Regions from separate parts of the Mus musculus genome. Here region 2 is linked to region 1. Evidence: chromatin contacts called from public promoter capture Hi-C data. All regions are on one chromosome and are shown on one strand. Each heading gives the region's core, a stretch centred on a gene start, on an enhancer-like site or on the middle of the called end of the contact. The rest is flanking DNA. Distances are from core to core; before and after follow the strand shown.

What was found. Promoter capture Hi-C pulls out the DNA fragments that hold promoters and counts their contacts.
Region 2: a promoter capture Hi-C map of liver shows a contact between it and region 1, with 8 times the contacts expected there. The contact joins the promoter of Tjp1 here to the enhancer-like site in region 1. A contact is called at or near these places in 5 of 39 promoter capture datasets (embryonic stem cells, liver and maxillary cranial neural crest), 1 of 15 datasets of contacts at CTCF or cohesin (the NIH/3T3 cell line), 17 of 484 Hi-C or Micro-C datasets (the G1E-ER4 cell line, the P5424 cell line, brown adipocytes and 8 more), 7 of 115 datasets of contacts at active chromatin or transcription factors (embryonic fibroblasts, embryonic stem cells, hepatocytes and 3 more) and 3 of 9 other capture datasets (adipose tissue, liver and pancreatic islet).

The regions. Positions count from the first base shown.
Region 1 is chr7:65,330,856-65,334,690 of GRCm38.p6, forward strand. The region is part of intron 8 of Tjp1 (tight junction protein 1); the gene reads right to left. Among named protein-coding and RNA genes, the nearest start is that of Tjp1, 38 kb to the right of the region's middle. Within about 2 kb of position 2,151, at least 6 of the 459 cell types and tissues checked have an H3K27ac peak or open chromatin away from gene starts, as enhancers often do. A contact at or near this core is called in hepatocytes, liver and pancreatic cancer cells, where this site is marked.
Region 2 is chr7:65,369,305-65,373,139 of GRCm38.p6, forward strand. Tjp1 (tight junction protein 1) reads right to left here and starts at 1,940. Exons shown (of 27, transcript NM_001163574.1): 1 at 1,506-1,940. The coding sequence starts at 1,532.

The DNA.
Region 1 (3,835 bases), core at 901-3,400:
CTCACTCTCTTGATCATAGGTATGCTGACAGGCTTTCTCTCATATTTCTAACACTCAAGCACCCACCAGACTGCAGACATCATTAAATTATCAAGGCTTGCCTTAAACTTGCTCTGTAGTGATGTATCCAGACCTTGAATTTGTGATATTCTTTTGCCTAGTACCCCAAGTAGCTGGGATCAGAGGCGTAAACACCAGACCTCTTATTAAAATTTTAATAAACAGTTGAAGAAAAACTTTAGGGAGCTTTTTCCCCACTGATGTCATTAGGCTTTTGACGGTGGTACAATTATCCTGTGCTCTGATAACATCTAGAGCACATAGGAGGAGCTGACTGGAGGGTTTTAGAAGGAGAACTGTATCACAGTGATCAACAGGACCATTCTATATTTCCTCATCTGTAAATAAGGGTTTCATAGTTACCTTTTACATACATACAGAAACTGACCTTTTTTTTTTTGTTTATTACAAAAACGTTTATTTTATGTGCATTGCTGTTTTGCCTAATATATGTCTATGTAAGAGTGTCAGATTCCCTGGAACTGGAATGTGGGTTCCCTGCCATGTGGGTGCTGGACATTAAACCCAGGTCCTCTGGGAGAGCAGCCAGTGCTCTTAACCACTCCATCTCCCCCAGTCCTGGAACTGACTATTTTCAAATTTCCTATTTTGTCTATTTTGGTTCTGAGTGAGCAGAAAAGCTTATCACTACGCCTTCCACCAGACTACCCTGACCATTTCATCAGATGAAATGATTCATCTGCAGAAAGCTGAATAAATTGAAGATCACACGTTAAATCGATCTCATAAAGAAAAACATCTTATGCTATCTTTTACATGTAGAACCTAGAGTGATAATATATACATCTAAGTAGAAGGGAGACCATTTGGGAAGAGGAAAGGGACAAGAAGAACTGTGACAGAAAAGGATAATGGATGTACGAATATGGACAAACATATGTTTCAACAAAAATGTCGCTATAGAACCCCACGTTGTACAAATAACACATTAATAAAATTCTTATTTATGTTCTGTGGTGGTCTGAATCAGAACGCTCCCATAAACTCACATATTTGAATACTTTATCCCCAAATAATGAACTGTTGGGAAGGACTGGGGTCGGTCCTCCAGTTTGAGATGGGTCTTTTGTTGTTTTGCCATGTGTAGGCAGGCTGGATGGCCAGCAAGCTTCTGGGAACTTGCTAGTCTCTACCTCTCTCACCTAGGAGAACTAGGACACAACCTTACATGCGCTCTTGGGATTTGAACTCAGATCCCCACTTACACAGCAAGGGTTTTACAGATTGAGCCATCTCAGTGCTTGAAATTGCTACTACAAACAGAACATCCTGGTCATTTAAATTCACGAGTCTCAGAGAATTCTAATGCTATGTGTGGGCTATAACAGTTCTAAGGCCTGGACCCCAAATATAGCATCTTAGCACAAGATCTGAGTTTTAAGTTGGCAGTGCTTTGCTCATACACACAATATCCCCACCACACATGGCTGGGTCATGAGCTGTGTCAGCAAAAGATGCCCCTGAACTCAGGGTTTGGTATAGGCATTTCTTTCAGGAGGAACAAACAGTAGTAACAAGAATATTTAAAACAGTTACAAACTCATTTTTTTTTAAAGCAGCACTTTCAACTACTTTAGAAGCAACTACTTTCAATTAAAAAGGATATGCTCTATTTAAATATGATCATTTTTATAACTTTAAGTCAATGTCCTGGGTCTCTGATGAGGTGTCTAGTTCATGAAATAAATGTGTAATACAAAGTGTACATCTGAGCGATCATAAGAGCTTTTACTTTAGACGTTTTCATTAATGTCCCTGTTTATATATGACTGTGGGTGTCACTGCAGATAGAATGGAATGTTGAATTTTTAAAAAGTCACAGGACTGGTATTCCATATAAAAATCCTTAAAGCTCCTGAAAGAGAGGAGGACATCATGGTGTTATTTGAAGATAATTAATATTAATAATAATTAGTTGAGTTTTCAAAATGAAGTTAAGGATGCCAACTTGTTAGGAAAAAACTAAAATAACAAATGGAACTTCCTATCAAATTAACAGTTATAATGAGATTCCATTTTACCATTAATGGCTACCTACCATCAAGAAGATAACAAGAGCAGGGCAGAGTAGTAGGGTACACCTTTAATCCCAGCACTGAGGAGACAGAAGCCAGGCCAGCATGTCCTACATAGTGAGACCTTACCCCATACTAACAACAACAAAGAGAGGGAAAAAAGAGAAGAGAAGAGAAGAGAAGAGAAGAGAAGAGAAGAGAAGAGAAGAGAAGAGAAGAGAAGAGAAGAGAAGAGAAGAGAAGAGAAGAGAAGAGAAGAGAAGAGAAACAAGTGGCCACGATTCAGGGGACAGAGAAATCCAGGGTATTCAACCTTTGACACTGCAACATGATGTCATCTACAAATTTACAAAGTTCACACTCAAAGGAATGTGCAATAAATAGTTACCCAAAAAAAGTAAAAAAAAAAAAAAAAAAGCCAACACACCAATTCTATACAAACAAACCAACCCTATCAATCACTATGGAAATCAGCACAAATTCCTCAAGACCTCAAGAAGTTTAAAACAGATTTTTCTATATGACCTAGCTGAACCCCTTTCAGATATAAAGCCAAATAAACTAGACGGTTGCATCACATTATTCACAACAGCCAAGTTAAAGAATCAGTCCAGGTGCCTGCCTATCAACAGAACAGATGAGAGGATAAAGTCAAAGACTGTCTCTGTTGTGTGTTCTCTCTCTCTCTCTCTCTCACACACACACACACACACAGACAGACACACACACACACACACACTATAAAGTTTAATTCACTCAGAAAGAGTCACATTATGACATCTATAGGACAATGGACAGCTGAGATCATGTTAAATGACATAAAACAGACTCACAGACAAGTACCTCATGGTTTCAGTCATGTGGATTGTAGTATGAGGAAAGGAAAGAGGACAAGCAGGGAGGCGGAAGGTGGAAGAGGTACTGGAGTAAAGCCCAGTGCTTGGGAATGCATGCTAACAAAAGTAACAAACCAAACAAGAAAGCAAAGAGAACTTCCTATGATTCAGAATTTATTTGCACTCAAAGTAGCTACATTCTTGAAACTCTGATTACTACTATTCCTTTTTTTTTTTTTTTTTTTTTTTTTTTTCAGTTTCTAGGTTAAAGAATGTACTAAGTTATGACTGCCTCCTCCATGCTTCCACCAGAGATGTTAGTTCTGGCTCCATGAGAATGCTGTAGCAGAATGACATTCAAGGTAATATGGGCTTTTTAGAATAGATAGCTTACAGCAGGTAAAAAACAATCAATTAAAAACAATAAATCAATTTTGCATTTGATACACCATAATAATCCTTTAAAGACCATTTCAAGCAAAATAAAGACTGAAATCCACATAACAGACCCATAGCTTGAAGTGTACCAAGGATGGATGGCGTTCATATACCTAAAAGCTAAGCAAGATGTAATGACAGCAACCAAATATTCTGTTACTATTCGAGTAAAGACAAATACCTTTATAAATGCACAGCTTTAACAGGGTTTTGTTTTTTGTTTTTGTTTTTTTTTTTTGGTTTTTTTTGGGGGGGGTGTCTTATGTGTCCCAAGCTGACCTCAAACTCACTGTGACTGGTCTGTGTCAACTTGACACAAGTTAAGAGTCATCTGAGAGGCGGCAACCTCGCCTGAGAAAATGCTTCCATAAGCTCAGACTATAAACAAGTCTGTAGGGCATTTTCTTAATTAGTGAGAATGAGGGAGGACCCAACCCCACTGTGAGTGGTCTGATCCCTGGGCTA
Region 2 (3,835 bases), core at 690-3,189, 38 kb after region 1:
ACCATGGAGCTGGAGCTTAAGCATTTTGGGTTCCCTGAGAACAATAAATGTGACTTAGGGAAGGAGGCAACTGGTTAACACTGCATTCACTAGCTCATTGAGGGAGGGCCTGGCTTTATGTAAGACTGCATCCAAGAAAATAACCCTTCAGTTCCCAGCTAAGGACGCAAATATTTAACTACAGAGGTGCCCCTATGTGCCATAAGATCTCAATACCATAATTTATGTGTAAAAGCACACCTTCTAAATCACCTTGCCACAGCAAGCTATTGGAAACACTTCTCTTGGAATAACACTTTCCAAGTGTGTTGTCTTGACTAACAAGTACCAGAGCTCACACTCTGAAACAAACTGACATTCTGTGTAATATGGCAACAAAGCCTTTCATCCCAGGAAAGGAAGTCCCAGCAAATGCAAATATCATCACTTATATTTTAAAAGTAACAAATGTTGCACTGATTCTAGTTTTTGGACCCAGTCTTTCTTTTAGATCTCTTATCAATGTTTGCTCAAAAAAAAAGATACAAACTAAATTACTCCTACAGGAGCAATACTCTATTCCTTAAAACAATCTATACTAAACCTTGTATCTGCCAAAGAAACAAGGTCCTGTCAAGAATTCAGAAATTTCCATCTATTCTCAAAGGTTATGATTAAGTATTTCAAATAGAAAACTACATAAAATCACCACCTGTTTAAGCTGTTTGAATAACGGATTGATTTTTCTCACACTGTATGTCTGTCATTGAAAAAGCAAGCACTTTAGGATTTTTTTTTAATTAAAACGTACAAAAGAAGGATTCTACTTCATCTTTAAGAATTTTAGCCTAATGTAATAATAATATAACACACTGTCAAGAAGCACACTTCAAAGCACACAGGAAAATAGGCAAGTTGTTTTGTGCAGAATTCACCGGGCTCTTTTGGTTTGCACCCATCTTACTGTCCATGTGTAGGGACACTTTGTGCTACTTCTGAAAGTTGAAATTAAAGTGCTTAAAAACTTTCCTCCTTCTGTGGCCTCACATAAATAATAAACCTCAAAATAAACCATAGCTACTCTAGAGCTGAGTGTTTTGCTGTCTCCAAGCTTTATCGCTGCCATTGCGCATACCGCAGCGGGTGACATCAGATCGAAACTATAGGGTTTCGTCGGGTACCAACCACTCCTCCAGAGCCAGCCCCGCGGCTACCCACCCACCCTCCTGCTGCAGCTGACACCCCCGGGTCTCCGCAGACACGCTCCCGGGACCTGAGAATCCTCACCCGGGGCGACTTTCCAGGCGCGGGACCTGTTGCACGTCGCCTCCCAGCGCGAGCCGGAGCCAGGCACCGGCAGCCGTGCACCTGCCCGGGCGGCAGGCGCACCCCCAGCCCGCCCTCCCGCCTTCCCTCACCGCCCCGCCGCGGTCGCCCCCGGCTGCCGCCGCGGGGAGGGCGGGGCGAGGCTCCCCCGCCGCCCCCCGCCGCCCAGCCCGCCGCCCGGCTGGCCGAGAGGTTCTCACCTTAGCGGCCGCGGCCCTGGCGGACATCTTGTCTCTCTCCGCGCCGCGCGAAGCTCCTCGGACCCGAAACTCCGCGCCGCCGGCCCGCCCGCTCCTCACGCCACCGTCCGCATAAACATCTCCCGGGGACGAGCGGGGCAGGGGCGGGGGAGGCCGGAAAGGCCCGGCCCACGGGGAGGGGATTCAAGTGGGACAAAAGTCCGGGAAGCGTCCGCCCCGCCCGGGCTTCTCCGCGGGGCACACCCGGCCGCCTGCTCGGCCTCCGCCGCCCTCCGCCGGCTCGCCGCTCCGCAGTACCCGGGCCTCCGGCTGTCCCCTACACCCTCGGGCGTCTCCTCCAAAGCCTGCTCCCGCACGTAACTTCCCCGGAACGCGCGGCCGCCGAGAGACGTGCCGTCGGCGGGCAGAGCCGTCGCGGGCAACTCAGGCGGCCACGCAAAACCTGCCGGACCGGGCCACTGAGCATGCCCAGCCGGCGGGGGCGGGGCCTCCGCGAGGGGCGGGGCCAGGCCGGGTCCGACCCCCGCGCGGAAGGAAAAGCTCGGCTACCCAAGTTACTTGCTAGGCGGTTTCCGCTGCCGCGCGATCCATCCTGTTTGTTTTTATCACAGATCCGGCAGAATTCGATTCACCCCCACCCCCGAGAACCCCAAACTCCTGTGTACTAAAGCTTTTTGACTCCCTACACAGACTTGTCTACTTTCTCCTCAACCAGCAACCCCAGATGGGCCCCACGCAGGAGTGTGACAATTAAGGTCGGCCTGGCCAATACCCAACTGTGGTTTCTTTAGCCTCGCAAGTAACAATGGTCACAACTGTCACCATGTGTCTCGGCACTGTTACCCCATTGGAGATATGTTTTTGTTTAAAGCACAACAGAAGCGTTCTAGAAGGCTCAGGACAAACCGACTGCCTTAAATAAACCAGGTACAAATCTGGACACTGAGATAATCCCAGCCCCCTTCTCCCGCCTCGCTAGACAGGGATCTCAATAGAATATTTTAGGCTATCAAGATTGCTGAAATTCTTGGCCCCTGAAGAGACAGAGCAGGCTGCCTGCCTTTCTAAACCAGAAAAGGATGTAAGGACACGCGGAATTCAACAAGTTCAATAGGCCACTGTGCAAACTTAGGCCAACTGTCTTGCTGAACCAAAAAAAAAAAAAAAAAAAAATTAGGTAGAAAACTATTTCGAGCTTCATTAATTTACATTCTGTATACTGCAAAGCTCTTAAGGAATATTAGAAAAATTTAGTAACATTAGATAACATCCTAAAGTACCTAGCATAGTGCTACAGTAGCCATACAAGGAAGAGGGAGACAGAAGCATCGGCTTTTAGACTATTGTTGTCTTTTGAGAATTCAACTATATGACCAATTTAAACCTAATTCTAACTTGGAAATATCCATACATGAAATGTAAACATCAATTAAGGTTTCAAAGTCAAGTATTTTGTAACTCTAAGCCAGCTGAACCAGAAAAGAGCATCGTGCAAACCAAACCCTGTTTCTCGGCATGTAGGAAAACAGTTAAAGTCAGTTTTGTTTTTTGTTTTGTTTTGTTTTAGTTGTGGTGTGTGTAGTTATTTCACAGGCAAAGTGTCCTGTGTTCTCTCAAAGGGGGTGATTAAATTTATCCTATGAGAAAACAGCATTATAAAAGACTTGGGTGTGCTGTGGCTGAGAAAGCGGTTCCTGAAGGACTTTCATACCAGGGAGGGCATTACCATTTAATAAGAGATGCACTCTGCAAACCTGCCTAGCAGTTTGATGCGCCTACTCCTTCCCTTTTCTCTTTGGTCAATCAGTTTATCAAGTCTATTATGTAAGCTAAATATTAGATCACTACATCGTGTCTACATCTAATTTACCTGATTGGTCTTATCTTGCCATGGCTTTAAAAAAAAAATGAAATCAAGGAAAACCATTTCACTTTCAGAACACTTTGCTTTAAAAAGTGTGTCAATTAAAAATTTCCAAATAATGTAACCATTCTTAAAATTTTTCCAGTGGTATTTTGAGTAACCAAATTAAATTATCTAACATGAACTATAAGCTGCACTAGGTAAGTTGAATAGATTTTTTTTTTTTCTGAAACAGGGTTTCTCTGTGTAGCCCTGGCTGTCCTGCAACTCACTCTGTAGACCAGGCTGGCCTCGAACTCAGAAATCCGCCTGCCTCTGCCTCCTGAGTGCTGGGATTAAAGGCGTGCACCACCACGCCCGGATTCTTTTTTTTTTTTTTTTTTTTTTTTTGTGAATAGATATTCTTAATATCTAAACCAAACTATATTTGTATATCTTTTCCAAATAGCAAGGGAAGGGTCCCATC